Linked DNA regions of Astyanax mexicanus: region 1 is linked to region 2. Evidence: chromatin contacts called from public Hi-C data. All regions are on one chromosome and are shown on one strand. Each heading gives the region's core, a stretch centred on a gene start, on an enhancer-like site or on the middle of the called end of the contact. The rest is flanking DNA. Distances are from core to core; before and after follow the strand shown.

What was found. A called contact is a pair of places that touch in the nucleus more often than the background predicts.
Region 1: a Hi-C map of muscle shows a contact between it and region 2, with 18 times the contacts expected there. The contact joins the promoter of nfil3 here to the enhancer-like site in region 2. A contact is called at or near these places in 2 of 3 Hi-C or Micro-C datasets (both in muscle).

Annotation. Positions count from the first base shown.
Region 1 is chr20:26,418,531-26,422,133 of AstMex3_surface, reverse strand. It overlaps nfil3 (nuclear factor, interleukin 3 regulated), which reads left to right and starts at 2,022. Exons shown (of 2, transcript XM_007255329.4): 1 at 2,022-2,212.
Region 2 is chr20:26,323,523-26,326,930 of AstMex3_surface, reverse strand. The region is part of intron 2 of LOC111191252 (a long non-coding RNA gene); the gene reads right to left. Among protein-coding and RNA genes, the nearest start is that of LOC111191252, 12 kb to the right of the region's middle. Within about 2 kb of position 1,405, the one cell type or tissue checked has an H3K27ac peak away from gene starts, as active enhancers do.

The DNA.
Region 1 (3,603 bases), core at 773-3,272, 95 kb before region 2:
GGGTTTAGAAAATTATTCTGCATGTGTTCCTGTATAGCTTAAAGTCTTAAGTCTTCAATAATGCATTTACAGTTACAAAAATCCTAAAAAAAAAAAAAAACACATGAATGAGAAGAGAGAGGTTGGTCCAAACATTTGACTGGTGCTCTATAATAATAATATTATCATTTTACTTTGTGAACAGCAGGTGGCTCTCCAGCTCTGAGCTTATGTGAGCTAAGCTGAGTTGAGTCTGAGCTGAGCGCTGGTCCTCTGTTGGGCCGTGTATTTGTGAATATGACCGGTAGAGGCCGCTGTTGCCGTTTGTGTGCGAGTAATGTAATCGGGTAGGCTATAACTGGGGATTATTTATTATCTATGCTCTATTAATAAATGCACTTTCTGTGTTTTAACTCCTGCATTGTCTGTAAAAAGCCTGTATAAACGCTTTAAATAGGCATGAGAATCAGTGGGGAACCAGTGTGCTCGTTATAGAAAAAAACAGGTGGCGTGATGTGGCTAGCTGTTGATGTAATGATGTAATGGCCCAGCCTGCTGCCTTTCATAATGTTATATGACCACATGCTGACGTCAGCGATTTTTACATCTTATTTTAAACTCGATTTTCATGCTTTCAAGATTTTAATTAGTCAATTTTTCCTTTTTATTTTAACATTTGTTTATTAAGCAGGAGTATAAATGCATTCAACACTTATATATACAAAATATAAACTAATACATTGACTTACAAAGGACAAACACACACATTAACAGCCCGGGAACTTCCAACTAGATTAAAATGTATTTAAGAAAATAATTTAATCTGATGTTGCCATTGTTTTTGTACTTTTCAAGTATTGTAAAAAGAGATGCTATATTTTATTTAACTACCCAGATCTTCTATTTAGTGTGTATCTTATTTTATTTTATTCAGATGTAAAAGTTTGATAATTTCTTTTAACCATCTGTCCTTTTTCAAGTCCTTAATACTGGTCTCTTTGCCATAATAAGGGCATATGCTAATAGCTGCTGTTGGGGTTTTCTAAGTTTCAACATAACATCCGATAGCCCCATTAACTATTAGTATTATTTGACAGTAAGTCAAATAATTATCAGATACAAAGTCATAAATATGAGATACTAAGTTATGAGTTGGTAAGTAACAATTACGAGATACTATGTCATAATTATGAGATACTAAGTCATTATTATCTCATAATTGTGACTTACTATCTTGGAATTATGACATACCAACTCATAATTATGACTTACCATCTCTATCAGTACTTATCAACTTGTAATTATGACTCACCATCTCAGTTAGGACGTACCAGCTTGTAATTATGACTTACTATCTCGTAATTCTGACTTGCTAACTCATGATTATGAATTACTATCTTGTAATTATGACTTACTATCTTGTAATTATAACTTACCATCTCATAATTATGACGTACCAATCATAACTTAGTATCATGTATTTATGACTTAATTCGTAATTATAACTGTATAGCTCGTAATTATGACTAACTGACAAAAAAAAAAAAATAGTTATGGGGCTATTGGACGTATGTTAACCCCAACATCAGCTATTTTCATGTGCCCTTGTTATGACTTAGTATCTCATAATAATGACTTACTGGAGGAACCTTATTTTTTTCCAAGTGGCGGAAATGAGCTTCCATGCCAATGTTGTTAAAGGTGTAAATTAGTCTATTTTTCTTTTTATGAGATAGTGTGTAGTAGTAGTAATGTGATGTTGGCACAGGTGCTTGTACTTCTTGTTTTTTATCTGTTTTTCTTCCTTATGGCTTCCTTAGCACTGTTTTTCTGCACTGGATCAGTGATTCTCCGCATGCCATCCCGTCCTGCCCGTCCCGACATACAGTAAGTAATACAGACCCCCTCCCAGCCCATCAGCAAAGTCCATTCATTTGCATTGGGCTGGCGGCGCGTTTGATTGGCCCAAATCGGAAAATGCCGGCTTCTGATTGGCCGGGCGGCGCGTCAGTAAAGCGCACGCTGCCAATACTCTTCTCCACTGACCTACTAACACAGATCCATGAGGCAGCGGCCACTCCGGGAGGAAAAGCGCAGAGGAGAAACACGGAAACATTACCTCACAATTGATGGAAGTTTGATCCGTTTGCGGATAAAATCCTTCACGCTGTGCTCGGCCACACTCGCCTTGTTTATTCTGCGGACTATACCAGCGAGCCTGGCTTAGTTAAAGGTAGGAATACTGATTTATTTGTGGACTTGTTTTACAGTGAGTCACCCCAGACAGTTAGCTACTGTTTAGGGCTGTTTGGGATTGTTTAGGCCAGACGCGTGCTGTAGCTGCTCATTCCTGCTCCTCCAGGAGATTTAGATTAACTAACTAACCTCAGCTAACCTACTTATCTTAACAGATGTAACAGTTAACAAGGTTATCTCCCTAAAAACTGGAGATTCTAGACTGTAGATTACACACGTGTAAATGAATGTATTCATTACCTGGACCAGGTGTGGAGGAGAATCCTGCAGGGTGTTGGTTTAATTGATTAGCTAGTTAACTATTTAAGGATCAGGCTTGAGCAACCCTGGTTTAGTTATCTAATTAACTAAGATAGTTTTCTAGGCTATTTTAACTGCTAGATAGATAAACTAGCCTACTTCTTACATGGGCTATTTTTAGACAGTAGCTAGCAATATTACTGAGTATTACCTTAACCCTCTGTAGCATGGTGTTGCTCTCAGACAACAAATCACTTTTTATTGTTTTAGCTCCTTTTTAATGTTCCTTTTACACAAAACAAAAACAAAAAAATCACAAAACATCACATTTAGTTTTTTTTTTTTACTAACTTAATAAAACGGTGTGTTTTTTTGCATATGTTGCTTAGGGACAATTTTTGGCAGTTGGGAATGTTAAAATGCTTACTAAAATAAATAGCTAATATTCGTGTCATAAATGCTTAATAAAGTTTAGACTGAATGTACATTGCTGATAAATAGCTACATAAAGCTATTGCGATCGCAAAGCATGCGATCAAACTGAGGGCAGGAGAAACTTTCATTATAACGAGTTTGCTAACTAACTGTGTATGCATTATTCATATAGATTTGTATACAACTATATATGTATACAACTGATTCTATATTTATATTTATGACAAAATGATAAAAGATAAAAAAAATCTTTTAAAACGTGTTTAAAATGTTAGGTTAGCTACCAAAACAAGTGTGACGGCACAGTGACCCAGAATTCAGTGGCTGACCGCTGGATAAAACGATGAGCTCAATTCTCTATTTTTTTTTTTTTTTACAATATATCTGTATATATATATATATATATATATATATATATATATATATATATATATATATATTCTTGATTATTATATATTTATATATTTTTCATTAAATCCAAATAACAATGTGTTAATTTATATCTATCATACCAGCTATAGATCTATTAGAGCCTTGGATCTCTCTAGCTAATATGTTTATAGGTTAATGTTTACATGTGGATCTGTATGGGCTTCTTTCTCCATCGTCCCAAACGAACGCATCCTAAGCATTTTCCATTCGTTTCAGCGTAAACAGAGCTCACGGGCAGTGTAATCATTGCGTAACGTGCAC
Region 2 (3,408 bases), core at 156-2,655:
TAACAAGCCTGTTGTTCACAGAATTGCAAAACAGCAGTAATAATTCTGAAAGTGTTAAAAGACCACCCTGTACAAAATAATTCACTGTAATTCTTGACCATGACGACAATTTCAAGGACATTTGAGCAAATCCCAGTAAAGGTCAGCAGCTTTCCCAGCAGCTTTAACCTTTCCAGTGATCACGCTGCTGTAAACACTATCATACAGTAAATGATGATTGCCTTGCACAATTTTAGGGAAATGCAGCCAAGAGCAGCTTTCTGAAATAACTGGTATTTGAGTTCATCATGAAGGGAGGGGATTCGGAGAAGGAGGGGTGGGGCCATTCCACAGAAGCACCACAGAAGATTTTTCCCTACAGAACTTTTCACTGGGTGATAATTTAAAGAGCTCATGTTGACATGCGAGTGTGAAGAAAGTATCTAATATGTACAAAAACTTGAAGATGTCAAAAATGACACAATTTCATCACATTTAATGAACGTGCTCAGAGACAACAGATGTGGTCCTGATTTAGACACAGTAAATGTGTCATCCTTTTTTTTTTATTTATTACTATTTTAGGCTATTAAATAAACTGATGTAGTGTAGGTTCTGTGCAATAAATGAAAAGAAAAACAAAGACTTTATTATATAATATTATTTTATACAGTAGAACACACGTACACTACATGGACAAAAGTATTGAGACACATGCTCACTCATTGTTTCTTACAAAATCATGAGTACTTAAAAAGTTGATCCTGCTCTTGTTGATTTAACATTCTCTGGTATCTAATAGAATAGGTTTTCTACTATTTCGACTTTGAAGCATGGCAGTGAGGAAGAGAACACTAACCATACGGAGATATGTAAATATGAATAAGGTGTTGTTTATTAATTAATTTTATTTTTGTGTTTAGAAAAAAGTGACTAATTGTGATTAATCAAGGCAAATTGTGCATTTAGTTCATTTTAGTAAATTTAAAAAAAAACAATGTGCTTTTTTTCTTTTTAATTTTTGTTGTTTTTAACTGTCCCACCCCTTTGTGCGTCCCCATCACCGGTGGCACCTGCGACCCTTGGAGGATGCGGACGAGCACACGCCTCCTCCGACACGTGTGAAGTCAATCACCCCTTTTTTCGAGCTGCTGCGGATGAATCATTGCCTGAGCAGCTAGCGCGCTCGGAGGAAAGCACAGCGGCCAGGTTCCGATTCTTACGCTCACAGACGCCTCGTGCCGTCCGGCGCCACCTTTAAGTGTGGGAGAGAGCGCCATCTACCCACCCAGAGAGGGAGCAGGGTCAGTTTTGCTCCCTCTGAACACCGGCAGCTGATGGCAAAGCTGCATGAGTGGGGGTTCAAACCTGCGACCTCCTGCTCATAGTGGCAGCGCTTTAGACCACTGGCCCACTCAGCACCTCTAAACACTGTGTTTTTTAAAGTGCACTCCTACATTTAAAACAGCACAATAAAAGTCAGCATTCCTCTTCTTTCACTCACTCAGTTCTTTAGAACTAAACTTGTACTGTAGGCCTTTCAGATCAGAGCTAGCTGATTCATTAACTAGTCATCGTATGCTGCTTGCTCTTATAAAAGGTGGGCAACTAATGCAGATTACACCCAGACGGTTGCTAGGCTGTTGTAATGCGGTTGCTCTGGTATTCCAGGTGGTTTCCACTGCATTGCTTGTAAAAGGTTTTGTTGCTATGGTGTTACTATTGTTTTTATAGAGTAGTGCCGGGCGATATAACGATATCGATTTGTTTCGCGATAATTTTTCCCTCGATGACGATGATAAGCCTGTGCAATAGAATTCGATAAACATTCATTTCCATTTCCGTCTAAGTGGCGCGGCAAACAACGAAAACACAACGTGTAATCAATCCAGAAGATGCTGGAGCAAATTAATAAATAGTTAAGAAAATTGTAATAGTTATTCTCATGCATGCAACAAAAAACCCTAAAGAATAGTGGAGTATGGCCCGACACACGCAAACAACCATAGTGTTTGGACTTTGGGAATAAACGGCCGCACTGTTCAGCACGTTTTAAATAAATTTTAAGTAAATTTTAAGCACTAAATGTAATTAATTCAATTTATATTAGGACCTCGGGGCAGGTGCTGCAAAAATGTGTATGTGGGGCGCGGATTAAAGGAAGAGGTTTTTTTGCGGAGCGGTAACAGGACAAAAACACCTTAAGAATGATGTCTAAATGACTTTCCTCTAATCTAATATAATTTAACATGGTTTAAGGATATAAAATAATTTCTAAACAAACGAACTTTTTAATATTGAGCTTATGGCCCAAGTGCAAAAACACAAAATCATTTATCATTTAGATTATCTGCCTGAACGCGAGCCCGAACCCGAGCTTGAACGCCAGCCTGACTCAGGCGCTGCATGAACTCGGGCCGGTCGAGAACACCGCTTTCCTCTCAGATTAGGCGGAAGAAAATGGTCTTTTTTTTAATGTAACAAATCACACTGTGATTTTTGTGATATTTCCCCAATTACAGCTCAGCTGCGCGTTTAAAGCTCAACGCATGAATTAATCGGTGCGCTGTGCGCCGCGCGTGCTCGCGGGGGATTTGACGCGTCTGTCAAGCAAGTTAATGGACCATTTTGGGGGCAGAGATTAAGAAGTACAGCAGGTACATCTCAGATTTGTAGTTTAATGCTCTACTAAATTACTGGCTTTAAAACTGGCTCATGATATGGTCGGTTCTGGCTGGATTTTTTCCTGCCTACAGGCTGCATTTGACGGAAAGCAGCTCCTCAGTCAGACAACAGTGTCAGCATACAAATCGTGTGCGTTTCCTACAGGACAAACCATTTAAAAGTGCAGATAAACTCATTAAAAAATCACACAGTGTCTGTCTGGCTTAAAATACTTTTAATAAGGTACAGCTTTTAAATTAATAAATCAACATTCATTAAAAATCCGTGAGAAGTTCTGTATGCTAAATGACAAGCTAAGCTAATAAGCTAATAACATTTAATAATAACAGAAAAATAGATATGAATTTGGAAAATAACCAACTAAAGTGAGCTCAAAATACAATAATAAATATAATCTAACGAATTTCAAAATATAAATTAGAAATATTGAACTTCAATATTAAATTCAACTTCAACTACAAAAAACGCAAGGACCGATAGAACATAACGAACAGAAAAAAATAAATTTGAAATTGGAAAAAAAGTTCAAAATGCTAAAAGAAATAAAACCTAACGAATTTCAGAATATAAAATCTAAATATTGCACTGCAGCAGTACAAAAGCCTAAGTGCTTAAACAAACAAACCAAAAAACAGCCTATCACAAATCATTTTTTGAGCCCGACCCAGCTGAGGAAAAGGTGGGAAATCTTTTTTTTTCGGCTGGGTCTTGGAAAACTTTGTGGTGAATTAAAGGGGCCGAGTT